Linked DNA regions of Mus musculus: region 1 is linked to region 2. A link is a contact called in public Hi-C data. All regions are on one chromosome and are shown on one strand. The core of a region is the stretch at or near the end of the contact, and the rest is flanking DNA. Distances in the headings are between cores, read along the strand shown.

The links. A called contact is a pair of places that touch in the nucleus more often than the background predicts.
Region 1: a Hi-C map of uterus shows a contact between it and region 2, with 2.8 times the contacts expected there. The contact joins two enhancer-like sites. A contact is called at or near these places in 1 of 15 datasets of contacts at CTCF or cohesin (the NIH/3T3 cell line), 5 of 484 Hi-C or Micro-C datasets (all in uterus) and 1 of 115 datasets of contacts at active chromatin or transcription factors (fibro-adipogenic progenitors).

Annotation. Positions count from the first base shown.
Region 1 is chr14:23,014,295-23,016,994 of GRCm38.p6, forward strand. All of the region lies in intron 6 of Lrmda (leucine rich melanocyte differentiation associated), which reads left to right. Among named protein-coding and RNA genes, the nearest start is that of Gm10248, 79 kb to the right of the region's middle. Within about 2 kb of position 1,282, at least 46 of the 459 cell types and tissues checked have an H3K27ac peak or open chromatin away from gene starts, as enhancers often do. A contact at or near this core is called in uterus, where this site is marked.
Region 2 is chr14:22,813,675-22,816,607 of GRCm38.p6, forward strand. The region is part of intron 5 of Lrmda (leucine rich melanocyte differentiation associated); the gene reads left to right. Among named protein-coding and RNA genes, the nearest start is that of Gm30926, 14 kb to the left of the region's middle. Within about 2 kb of position 1,522, at least 63 of the 459 cell types and tissues checked have an H3K27ac peak or open chromatin away from gene starts, as enhancers often do. A contact at or near this core is called in uterus, where this site is marked.

The sequences.
Region 1 (2,700 bases), core at 32-2,531, 200 kb after region 2:
CTTCCTCTATGCTGGCTCTTTTTCAGATACTATTACCAAAGCTTACCAGTATGTAATATTACCTTTGATTTTTTTTTTTGTGGGCATCACAGACCAGGCAGCTTTTGCCTTCAGCAACTGCATGATGCCTCTTCTAGTACTGCCAGTCAGCTTCCCCAATCACACACACACACACACACACACACACACACACACACACACACACACAGAGAGAGAGAGAGAGAGAGAGAGAGACAGAGAGACAGAGAGACAGAGAGACAGAGAGAGAGACAGAGAGAGAGAGACAGACAGACAGAGAGACAGAGAGAGGCAGAGGCAGAGACAGAGAGGCAGAGAGAGACAGATAGACAGACACACACACACACACACACAGAGAGAGAGAGAGAGAGAGAGAGAGAGAGAGAGAGAGAGAGAGAGAGTATTGTCATGACCATTGATTTCTTTGCTGTTCACTGTTACAGTGATGAGCCACAGTGAGGCCCAGGCTGCAAGCTCTCTGCTTTAATTATTCATCCTTATGAAGAACAATTCCCCTTCTGTGCTTTCGTCTCCTCCAGCCCTGACCTGAGCACACAAAGCTCTTTCCTTTTCTTCCCATAGCACCTTGTGTGTGGAAGGGTCTTTCAGGGGTGTGCTTAATTCTGTGTATGCCTCTACTTTGTAGTCTGTTTTCTGCCAAGGGGGTCAGGAGGGCATGTGGAGAAGCCAGATGGCTTCCCTCTTCCCTCAGGAAACTGCTATTTAGCTGGGCACCTTCCCAGCTCCAGGCAGGGTTGAGATTCCACTGTTTGGGGAAGAGCTGGTTCAAATGCCACTGTCCCTGACTTGACAGCTCCAGATTCCTCTAGGCTACACACTTTTCTACTTCACTGCAACTGGCTGAGGTTTTCTGCCAGGAACAGCACTTTAGGAGACATTAGGTAGGGGTGGGAAGAGAAGTGTTGGGGAAGAGAGCGGATGGGGAAGAGAGCAACTGGGTTATTTATTGCCTCTGCTCAGACACAGGTTTCCGTTATTTTAATCCAACTGTAAGAAGAAACCAGTGTCCATGGACAGAAAAGCAGAGAACCAACACAGTTAAGCCTGAAGATGCTCGTTCCTCCCCTTGCAGAGAACTAACAAACACAGTTAAGCCTGAAGATGCCCGTTCCCTCCCCCCAGGAGTCTTCATGCCCCTACCCCACTCCTCCTCTCCTCAACTTTTGAAAAGCCAAGCAGTTTAACTGGCCAGACCCCGGGAACTTATTTGTATGCAGCACAAATTTCAGAATCTGTTCTCAGCCTGTGCCGAGTGAAAAATGGCCTGCATTTTCTTGATAGCCCATGTGGTTGTAAAGAATAAATGGCTAATGAATTACAGATGAACATTGACGCAAATTAATCTTCCCGCTGTCCCTGGGTTATATGGCAGCCATTTAAAAGTTTAATCAATACACTAAAGTTGAAAACATGCAGGCACTGCAGTTGCTTGGATGTAATAAACATCAGAGGGAACCGGGAGGCTCGCACCCACTCCATGTATCATAATGACAGGTATTTATGTTTAATGGACTAAATATTTTTTATTGGAAGGGAGCAAATGTCAGCTTAACTTTGTGAGCCCTGCATTCAACTTTCCTTTGAGGTTGGTGAAAGACGGCTGACGTGTCATTGGAAACGAAATGTTACAGGGGGAAAGAGGCACCACGGAGACAAAGCGAGGATCAGGAGCCGCTGGGAGACCGTGGTGCAATGGTAACACAGTGCAGTGATTCATTAAGGAAAACGTAAACCCTGATATTTCTAATGCTGCTGTAAAAGGCTTTACTAGGAACAACTTTAATGGTTATTAGTGAAAACAAGTGCCCAGATCTGCCAGATATCCTGTTCAGTGCAGGCTTTTGTTTGAAAACTCTTTACCAGGTCATATTTGCTGGAGATTTATAATTAGTCTCTATTCTTAATGTGAGAAATGGAGGCAAACAGCGTGATGGCTCTCAGCCCTTGGATTTCATAGATCTTTCCTTTTGAAAGCTGTCCAATGGCTTTAAATAACCATGTGTTCTCTTCTGGAATACTTATATCTTAATTACTTTTCAAGTCTATATTTTGTAGCACTGCTGTGAGTCTGGCTGGACTATGGAGGCTGAAGGAAAGGGGACTTGGCCAGGCATGGTGCCATCTCTTTCAGCAGACAGAAATAAGGCAGAGATGGCTTCATCTGATGACCAAGAAAAAACAAAAACAAAAAACAACACAACAAACAAACAAACAACCCAACAACCATACAACTAGCTTTTGATTCTTCCCCCTTTCCAAATAAAACAGACCAAATAAGTCACCCCTATAGGGATAGGAGGATTTGAAAAATGGCATACATTGGTAGAAATAAATAGAAACATGTCAGACAATAGACAGCTTGTGTTGAAAGCTCTTCTGCAACCACTTGTCTGAGGTACAGATTCCATGTCAGGTCACTTAATAGCTTGTTTTAGAGGGAACTTCTTCGGGAGATATTGAGGTGTGATGTTACGACGAAGAAATGGGAGTACAAGATAGAGATAATTTAAGTACATGGCATGGTTAATACTTTAAAAATACAGACCTCCTGCCTGGCCTGAGAGGTTTGTGGCACAGGCGCCGGCGGGAGCCTTCTTGGCTCCGGGACTCCGCGGAGGGCAGGCTGCACGGGTGACCGTGTGGAATACAGAGTGCCAGCCG
Region 2 (2,933 bases), core at 272-2,771:
GGTGGTAGTAATAATGTCGCAGCTCAGAGGATTAATTGCAGACAAGCAGCAGGATTATGAGGGGGTCTCCAGGGCTCTAAAAGAACACTTGGAGGCAAGCCTCTGATCTGTCGGCCTTGGAGGAAATTAGTGAGAGCCAGCTTTTTTTTTCTTTTTTCTTTTTTTTTTAAGACGTTTAGGATATTAAAGTGAAATGTGAAGAGGATATTGAAATAGGGAGATAGCTTTGCCAGGGGGTAGGGGTGGGGGCGGTGCTGTTACCCAAATGCAATGTCCCCCCTCTCTCTACTGGGAATGTGCAAAGTTTAACCCATTTACGCAGACTCCTTATAGAAATGCAAAGGAATTGGTATAAGCCATACAATACATTACAGAAGGCAGCCTGGCTTTGCCTTGGGACCTAAGTTTGTGTGAGAGGCATGCTTCCCCTTCTAGGCCAGGTTTCAGAATATCCTGACAATGAATCTCCAGGTACAACTTTAAAACAAGTCAGGGCAGTACTGATGCCGTATCTACATTAGCTATCTATTGTATATTTTACTTCTTACCCTTCTGGTTCCAGTCGGGATGCTGCCAATAAATCCTGTGTTACCATTAAAGAGGCCATTCATCACGCGTCCTAATGCGATTAATCAAGATACACCACAGTCCCCTTAAAATGAGATCATTTTGATAAATCATGTATGACATGAAAAGACTTTATTCCTTTTAAGTGCAATTTAGACTGTAATTTTTTCCCTCATTCATGATTCATGGGAGAAACATGGATAAAATTCCCTTGCACAGTTACACCTTATCTACAGCCATAACTCAAAACTGCTTTTAGATGAAAATTCAGAGTCTTATTCACCAAAGCTGAATGCCAGCTCATTATTTTCTGGCATTCAGTAGTCCAAAAATAATGTCCGCGCATTAAACAGCATTCTCTAAAAAAGAAGGAAAAAAAGAAAAAGTTAGAACTGGCTAGGCACCAGGCCCATCAATTATACCCTGTCATCTTTAATAAGGAAGATATATCAGATGTCCTCTTGGAGAGTCTGTAAGAGCTCAGCCTTCTCTGCCCCCATTTAGAATGATCTGGAAACAAAAATGGCGGTGACAGAAAAGGCAAGGTTTCAGCTACCTCCCAGGACTAATCTGTTGCTCAAGGCTCGAAAGAGTTGGATTTTGTGTTCCTCTCCCTGGTATGGGTCTTGCTTTCTTCCCCATGCTTACCCCCCCTCCCTCGTTCAGAAGTGACTCTCCCATTTTGTGACGTCTGAGTCTGAGACACAGCCACTACCCCACAGCTGTCACAATAATTTGGGGAACTATATTCATAAGCCTCCAATAGAAAAGTAATTCGAAAATGTGCCTTCTGGTGAGATCCATCAAGTTTAAGGTCACATTTTTGGTTAAAAGGCAGACACTGATGCTATTCATTAAGCTGGGAAACGGCTTGTTTCCCACTAACATTGAAATAAACTCTGGATGAATGTGTAGTCATGCTGGCGCGTGCTCACAGAGGAAGCCAAGGGAAAAGGCAGAGCTGTTTACTTTGGACACGTGAAATCAACAGACTTTCAGGCCTTGCTTAAGACAGGGGCTTGAGAAGATTGGCTAAAACAAAAGAGGACAATTAGAAGCTCACTTGCTTCATAGAGAGACGATATGTGAAGGATCTGCAGTCTCAGAGTTAGAGATCCTCTTGTGCATCTTCAACCCTGGTACCTGTGAATAAGGACCTAACAGTCATGTAGCTTAATCCTCCTGCTGTTCTTGGGGATGTGTTTCGAGGAGTGAAGCAACGCACAATCTTTGGATCAGGATTTGGGCTAACTCAGTGTTACTCATAGCATACACATATCCTATGCAACCCCTTATAACAGAGCGAACATGACAGTTTATTTGCAGTGTCCTGTATGTAGTAATGGTTTCCTAACTAGTCGGACACTCAAGCAAAGATGCCTTGTACCTTAGTCACTTTTTTTATTTTAAATTCATGTGGTTATTTTTTATTGCACTTAGTTCTGTGTCACATAGGCCATTTCTGTGGAAGTGGATGACGCACACTGAGCACACCCCCTTTCTCACATCGATCCTCCCCTTGGTCTGTTGCACTAGTGAGTTTCTCTTGTACTTGCACACCATCTGTACATATATGATTGTCTGTATCTTTACAAACCTTGCGATCCACAAAGAAGAGAAAACATGCAGTACGTATCTTTCTGAGGCTGACTTATTCACTTACTGTAGCTACTTCAGTTGCATCCATTTCCCGGTTAATGGTGTAACTTCATCCTTTTTTAATGGCTTGAAATGTTCCATTGTGCAAGTGCTCCATGCTTTCTTCCTCTGTTCCTCTGCTGTTGGACAGATAGGTAGTTCCCATAACTTAGCTACTGTGAGTAATGCCACAGCAAGCACTGATGTGTAAGTGTCTGGATAATAAGTTTTTAATTCTTAAAAAATTGTATTCATTGGTGCATGTGGCTGTGTGTGTGTGTGTGTGTGTGTGTGTGTGTGTGTGTGTGTGTGTGATGTACATGTTTGAACATGTATCTTGCTGTGTACACCTGGACCAGAAAACAACTTGTAGCAGTGAGTTCTCTCCTCCCACCATGAGGGTCCCTCTGGATATTGAATTCAGTGTGTCTAGCTCAACAGCCAGCACCTTTACCCACTGAGCTGAGTCACCACCACCCACGGTGATAAGTCTTTTCACATAGAACTCACTCTGTAGCTAAGACTAGCCTTGAACTTTTAACAACCCCCTTCCAAAACTTTACCAAAGTTGGGTTTGTAAGCAGGAGCCACTATACCCAGCCACATTCACATTTAAATGGAACCTTTAAGATTTTCCTTCCTCATATAAAGATTGGGTTAACAATTTCAGGTTGGCCTGGCAAGACAGCTCAGTGTGGAGAGCACTTGCTACTCTTGAAAAGGCTCCT